Linked DNA regions of Pan troglodytes: region 2 is linked to region 1. A link is a contact called in public capture Hi-C data. All regions are on one chromosome and are shown on one strand. The core of a region is the stretch at or near the end of the contact, and the rest is flanking DNA. Distances in the headings are between cores, read along the strand shown.

Region 1 (3,687 bases), core at 560-3,059:
ATCAAGAGAGTGAACAGTTAGGCAGCATGAATGGCCTTAAATTCCTCTACATCTTAATGGGAACCTAGCACCTTGCTGGACATTAATGAAGCATTACACAGGTCGGGTGCAGTGGCTCACATCTGTAATCCCAGCACTTTAGGAGGCGAAGGTGGGGAGATTGCTTGAACCCAGGAGTTCAAGACCAGCCTGGGCAATGTGGTGAAACCCCATATCTACAAAAACTACAAAAATTAGCCAGGTGTGGTGGTCATGTGCCTGTCGTCCCAGATACTGGGGAGGCTGAGGTGAGAGGATCACCTGAATCTCGGAAGTTGGGGCTGCTGTGAGCGGGGGGTCATGATTGTCCCACTGCACTCTAACCTGGGCAAGAGTGAGACCTTGTCTCAAAACAAATAAACAAGCAAAAGAATTACATGAAAATACTAACAGCAACAATAAACAGCTATCACTGTTGAGGAGTACAGTATTTATTATTTGAGTGTCTAATCATCAAGAAGGGCTCATCCTGCATGCTTTTTATCTCTCCCACCCCCAGCAATCACAGAGGTGGTAAAATGTGAGCATGAGCGAGCCGTCCACCTCTTTGTTGACTCTCTGGTGAATCAGGACAAGCCGAGTTTTGCCTTCCAGTGCACTGACTCCAATCGCTTCAAAAAGGGGATCTGTCTGAGCTGCCGCAAGAACCGTTGTAATAGCATTGGCTACAATGCCAAGAAAATGAGGAACAAGAGGAACAGCAAAATGTACCTAAAAACCCGGGCAGGCATGCCTTTCAGAGGTAACCTTCAGTCCCTGGAGCGTCCCTGAGGAAGGCCCTTAATACCTCCTTCTTAATACCATGCTGCAGAGCAGGGCATGTCCTAGCCCAGGAGAAGTGGCCAGCACAATCCAATCAAATCGTTGCAAATCAGATTACACTGTGCATGTCCTAGGAAAGGGAATCTTTACAAAATAAACAGTGTGGACCCCTTTTGTGATGTGGCTATCAGTCCATGATCACAATATCAATATCTTAAATTTCTATCTTGCATTTAACTTTCAAAGCTGTTTCATATTTGTTTTCTCATTTGATCATCACAAGAAACCTGAGGCAGATGAACAGGGGACCAAAATGACGTGTTACATTTTTATAATGTGCTGTAAAATCACAAGGTTTTCTGGGTACTGTGGGTATTATTTTACATATGAGGAAGTTGAGGCTCAGAGAGGTTAATACCTTGGTCCTTAATCCAGGGGCACGTAGTTAGAAAGTAGCTAAGTGAAAATCCTCAAAAGATCTAACTCCCAAGTGCAGGGCTCCTTCCATACTGCAGTGGCCTCTTATGGCATTGGACAGAACAAGAGCAGATGGGGGCTGCAGGCTGGGCTCAACCAAAAGAACACCAGCCCTAAAATCTCTGTGCTGGTGACTCAGTTTGGGTCAGGGGTCTCCTGTGATGACAAGCAAGGGTTACAAGCATCTTTGTTCTGCTGTCGCTGCAGTTTACCATTATCAGATGAAAATCCATGTCTTCAGTTACAAGAACATGGGAGAAATTGAGCCCACCTTTTACGTCACCCTTTATGGCACTAATGCAGATTCCCAGACTCTGCCACTGGAAATGTAAGTCATCCGTTTCCCTTGCTGGGTTCGGGACAGAGAACAGGTTGGTTTGAGAATGAGAGAGCACAAGGGAGCGTGTGAACGAGTACAGCACGCAGGAGAGTGCAGTCCGACTGCTCAGGGAGGAGCCAGGTGGTCTAGCTGGCCTCTGCAGTCCTCTCTCCCGCTGCACCTTCTCTACCAAGCCCTGACTCAGCGTTTCGGGGAGAAAAGTTCCTGGGATGAATCGGCATCATGAGAAGCTGCTGGGTCAGCAGCTGGATCAGCTGGGCAGAAACTGCTGTTTCATTCCAGGCAATGCCTGACGATGCTTCAGGCAATCTGTAACTTCATAAACGTCATCCCTGGACCTTTCCTAATGATGTGGCTATGGGAGGGGTGCATAGCGATCTGTATATGTTTGTTGAGTATCCACCAGGGACAAAGCATCATGCCAAGTAATGTTGGGATTGTGATGAAACATCATCAAAGTAGCTCACTTCTCAGGGCTCACAGTCTAGCTGGGAGACCAGGTTTGTACACGCGCATGCACACTTACACACAGGTAGGGCAAGGCAGATGAGGCCAAGCCAAATGAGAGGGACAGACAGGAAGTGGCTAGGAGTTTGGGGGAGACAGATGCCTGTCTGTGGGATGGATGAGGTCTGTGGGGGGAGCTGGTTTTCCCCAGCATCTGATTTTCAGAGCATCATTAACTCTTTCCTTCAGAGGTTCTAAGGCTGAGCGGAACAGCGCACTTGAGTGGGGATGTGACTTCTTTGTGTTTTCTTATTGTGTTCTTTCTTGGTTCTGTCTTTTCAGGAAGTAGCATAAGTGGGGTGGAGGGGGTGCCCAGGAATCGTTTTGATAAGAAGCTGGGGTGCTGAGGGCAAAGTTAGTTTGGCCCATGTGGAGAGTACACCTGAGCTTCCATCTTGGTCCTGTTGGTAGGAAGTAGAGGGATAGAGGTGGGGAAATCACTCACACTGTCTCTCTCCTGTCTATGTGGGGTTGTTACTGCCACTGTGTCACCCCACACAGTGTGGCAGTTTTCCAGCTGTTAGGTGAGTGAGATCAGCTTCTCTCCCACTTGTAGAGTGGAGCGGATCGAGCAGAATGCCACCAACACCTTCCTGGTCTACACCGAGGAGGACTTGGGAGACCTCTTGAAGATCCAGCTCACCTGGGAGGGGGCCTCTCAGTCTTGGTATAACCTGTGGAAGGAGTTTCGCAGCTACCTGTCTCAACCCCGCAACCCCGGACGGGAGCTGAATATCAGGCGCATCCGGGTGAAGTCTGGGGAAACCCAGCGGAAGTAAGTGCCTCCTGCTCCTTCTTCTGCCTGGTGTAGGTGGGGAACAGAAGGCTGTGCCTGTGACATTTCCTTTCCTTTGCTGCATCCACCCTCAATCCTTCCCTCCAGCATGCAGGTAAAACTTCAAACACCTTTGCAAGGACAAGTGACTTCCAGATCAAGGCTTCTATCAAAACTGTTACGCATCTCATGCCCTGAACATGGGCCCTCAGGGAGAGGGGTGGGCCAGTGGAGGCAGGAATTCAGCCCTGGCTCTGTTTGCCAGGCCTTGTGTCAGCCTGGAGGAGGGGGACTTCTCCTGGACCGGGCTTTTTAGGAGTGCTGCCTTGTCGATGTGTTTACTGTGGGGTCCATGCAGACAAAAGGCTTTGCTTGCTTCTGAGCAAAGCAGACTGGAGTATCACTTCCAGAGAGCCCCCATGGATGAGTTCTGTGGGAGGAGCTGGTTTTCTCCAGCATCTGATTTTCAGAGCATTATTCTCTCTCCTTCAGAGGTTCTAAGTCAAGGATGTGGGGCTGTGGTCCTAACTGCAAGTAACAGAGAATCCTCTGTGCCACACTAGCTGGCAGTTTCCCATTTCTTTTAACCCCAAGCCTAGCATAAAAGATCCAGATCTTTCTATCAGCTCCTAACACCGTGTCTTGACTCCCTGAGCAGGCTTTTTTTCTAAACAGAAGCCAGGGAAGCCTGCGAGACCTTTGTCAAGAGGGGAGAGTTTCCTTAACCAAGTCCTTCAGCTGACCTCTAGAGAGGTCACTGCCAGCCTTGGCATGGGAGGGGGCAGCT
Region 2 (3,687 bases), core at 585-3,084, 140 kb after region 1:
GTACTGAAGTGAATTCCAGTAAGATTAACACCCTTGATAAGGGAAGAGAAATGAAGAGGGAAGAGCTCTTTGACTTGGTCCTGGGAAATACACTTCTGTCTCTTGCCACACTGGAGGGCCAGCAATAGCTGAGCTGCCAGGGAGTGGGGGTCGGGCTGTAAAGTGAGACTTCCTTCAGTTCCCCACCTCCACTTCCTTATATTAGGAATTTTAACAAAAGGAGGAACATGAAACCAGATAGTAATAATCTATCAGCCTTTCATGTTGTCCTGGGAAATCTGCTTGAGAAGCCACACACAGGGGGTGAGTCACAGGGGTCCAGCCTTGCATTGGCTGGGAGGATCTCCTGATCCCTTGGAAGAAAGCTAGTCCTGCTCCTATTGGAAGGGAGCAGACCCAAAGGCCGCAGCGATTGCCTGGCTCGGTGACACTGGAACGCATTTCTACCACCAGGGCCTCCCAGCTTCTGCTCAGCTCCTGGCAGGCAGTGTGTGTGGGTTCTCGAAACTGTCTGTGAAGTTTGGAAGGAAGTCCTGACTAGGTTAGGAAAATAAGAAAGACAGTCCATGGCACAGCCAACAAAATCTGTGTATGAGTGTCTGCCCCGTAAAGACAGGCCACGAAGTCTGCACCTGGTTCAAATTATCCGACTCATCCCTCCCAGGGGTGGCAATTCTGATGTGACTGAAAAAGTGTGAAGGCTTCTTAATCCTGCAGAAAAATCACACTTTCCATAGTAACAGCTCAGTCCTGGTTTGGATCTTAAGACTTGGGCCTGGCAGGCAGGTCAGTGCTCTGAAATCCTAGAAGGGAAGATTTACCAACTCTCCCATGGCAACTGTCTGGAAACTGACTGGCCACAGTGACCACCGGCTCCTATCTTCTGGGTCAGGCCTCAGCCAACTCTTTTGCTCCCCTCCATCTCTGTGGGCCACCTCTCTCTGTTTACCGTGGACACGTCTTTTCCATTTTCTGGAAGAAAATGAGAAAAAGAATCTAGAAATTATTGCTTTTTTTTTTTTTTTTTTGAGATGGAGTCTCACTCTTTTTGCCCAGGCTGGAGTGTAGTGGCGCAATCTCGGCTCACTGCAACCTCTGCCTCCCAGGTTCAAGCAATTCTCCTGCCTCAGCCTCCCGAGTAGCTAGGATTATAAGCAAGTACTACCATGCCCGGCTATTTTTTTGTATTTTTTAGTAGAGACAGGGTTTCACCATGTTGGCCAGCAGGCTGGTCTGAAACTCCTGACTTCAAGTGATCCTCCTGCCTGGGCCTCCCAAAGTGCTGGGATTACAGGTGTGAGCCACCAAGCCCAGCCAAGAAGTTTTCTCTAGCTCTGTGTACAATGCATTCTGGGCAATATAGATCTGTTATAAGGGCTTGGTGAAAGGGGGTGGGGTAGGGAGACACAATGTCCTAAAATGTAGGAGCTGGAACAATAAGAGCTGGCATTTAAAAAAAAAAAGTTTTCATAAACACCAGCCTTGGTGCCTCATTTCATTTACTCCTTACCACAAATGACTGGAGGTAGTTGCCTGATTTTATAGGTGAAGGCAGGTTAAGTAACTTGTCCCTGTCCACATGTGTTGTAAGTGGCAGCACTGACATTCAACTCAACCCCATCTCAGCCCAGGGCCCATGTTCTATCACTAAGCTACCCGCAAAAGGACTTTGGAGAGCACCTTGCTTAGAGCTCTCATTTATCCAATGCAGTGGAGGCTCCAGGGTCCCAAGGGACTCCCTCAAAGTCATGTAATTAGCTAATGAAAAAGTTGGGATGAGAAGCCAGATGCCCTGTCTCCTGCGCCAGGGTAACATGGTTGAAAGAGCTTGTGACTGTGCCCTTAGAGTCGGGGTGACCTCAGGCAAGCTGATGATCACTGAGCTGCCAAGTCGCCATCCGTAGAACCAGCATGGAAGAGACCTACCTTGTAGTTTGCAGTGAGGGTTAGATGCAAGAGTCGACGCAAAGCTCCCAGTGTTGAACTTGGTGCTTGTTAGAGATTTAACACAGTTACTATTATTTACCCTGGCAATGGTACCATCCTATTTCACTCACACAGTTTCTCCTTGTTTGCTAAGATAATAACTAAGTCTGTTTCCTCGGCTGGACAGGGGCGGAACTGGGCACAGGGCAGGCCCCTGCCGACCCTTACAGATCAGCAGAGAGAACCTCTTACTTGGCCCATGGTTTGGAGTAATAATCAAAACCCGTGCTTGGGATCCAAGAACTGGGCTGAGCCCTGGGCTGGAGCTGACCTACCATGAGGGAGATGACAATACAGTGACCAATGTCCCAGTTTACACAGGACTGAGGGGTTTCCCGGGACGTGGGCCTTTCAGTCCTCAAACCAGAACATTTCTGGAAATGGCTGGCCACATGACAGCAGCAAGTCGGGGCCAGGGTGAATACCCTTGGGCCTCGGTAGAGCGAGGAGTGGCTTCCAGAAGAGAGTTTGGGGCATCCCAGCGGCAGTGTCTGGGGCCACCCTGGAGAGTTATTTCCTGGTAAAGGTGAAGGGCTTTGGAGCAATGAAGTAATTCCTGGGAAAAGAAGCCCATGGGCCTTAAACTCCTGTGGGGCAGGGAAGCCAGGCCGCTCTTGGGCCCCTAGAGCACTGAGTTCTGATATTGAGGGCCCCAGGATTGGGGTGCTGCAGAGACTTGGGCGAACAATGTCATGAAGAGGGGGAGGCCAAATGGCCTCCACTGGGCCTTTGGTGGCAACATTCTCCTCTCAGCATAGATTCTGGGAAAGGTGAGGCTTTCTGGCGCCCCCTAGGGCCCAAAGGCTGGAGCAAGCCCGATGGGGAAAAGGCACTGCAGTTGCTCTGGGCCTTGGATGAGACTTCCTCTCGTGGGCCTCCATTCCCCCATCTGTGAGACGCCTAAATGACTCAGGGACACGTCTAGCTGAGACAGTGGGTGAGGCAAAGCAAAGACATTGATACTACTTTCTCTCTTTTTTTCTTTTTCTTCTTTTTTTTTTTTTTTGAGATGGAGTCTTGCTTCGTCACCCAGGCTGGAGTGCAGTGGCTTGATCTCGGCTCACTGCAACCTCTGCCTCCTGGGTTGAAGCAATTCTCCTGCCTTAGCCTCCAGAGTAGCTGGGACTACAGGTGCGTGCCACCACACCCGGCTAATTTTTAGACGGGGTTTCACCGTGTTAGCCAGGATGGTCTCTATCTCCTGAGCTTGTGATCCACCTGCCTTGGCCTCCCAAAGTGCTGGGATTATAGGCATGAGCCAACACGCCCAGCTCACTTTCTCTTTAAACTCCGTAAGAACTGCCCCATTTCATTAAAAAAAAAAAAAAAAAAAAACAGGTACAGTGGCTCATTCCCGTAATCCTAGCACTTTGGGAGGCCAGGGTGGGCAGATCACCTGAGGTTGGGAGTTCAAGACCATCCTGGCCAACATGGCGAAACCCCGTCTCTACTAAAAATACAAAACTTAGCCAGGCATGGTGGTGCGTGTCTGTAATCCCAGCTACTCGGGAGGCTGAGGCAGGAGAATGGCTTGAACCCGGGAGGCAGAGATTGCAGTGAGCTGAGATCGTGCCACGGCCCTCCAGCCTGGATGACAGAGTGAAACTCCATCTCAAGAAAAAAAAGGGAGCAAATGGCTCATGATCATGGCCCAAGATCATGAAGTCTTTGTCAGTCTGTGCAATTCAGGAACGCAGGGCA

What was found. Capture Hi-C pulls out chosen DNA fragments and counts their contacts.
Region 2: a capture Hi-C map of stem cell-derived neural stem cells shows a contact between it and region 1, with 1.8 times the contacts expected there. The contact joins two enhancer-like sites. A contact is called at or near these places in 1 of 7 Hi-C or Micro-C datasets (stem cell-derived neural progenitor cells) and 1 of 1 other capture datasets (stem cell-derived neural stem cells).

What each region holds. Positions count from the first base shown.
Region 1 is chr17:59,651,187-59,654,873 of NHGRI_mPanTro3-v2.0_pri, forward strand. It overlaps LIPG (lipase G, endothelial type), which reads left to right. Exons shown (of 10, transcript XM_009433982.5): 6 at 539-781; 7 at 1,486-1,606; 8 at 2,682-2,900. Among named protein-coding and RNA genes, the nearest start is that of LIPG, 20 kb to the left of the region's middle. Within about 2 kb of position 1,810, at least 2 of the 24 cell types and tissues checked have an H3K27ac peak or open chromatin away from gene starts, as enhancers often do. A contact at or near this core is called in stem cell-derived neural stem cells, where this site is marked.
Region 2 is chr17:59,793,572-59,797,258 of NHGRI_mPanTro3-v2.0_pri, forward strand. No RefSeq gene overlaps it. Among named protein-coding and RNA genes, the nearest start is that of ACAA2, 88 kb to the right of the region's middle. Within about 2 kb of position 1,835, at least 3 of the 24 cell types and tissues checked have an H3K27ac peak or open chromatin away from gene starts, as enhancers often do. A contact at or near this core is called in stem cell-derived neural stem cells, where this site is marked.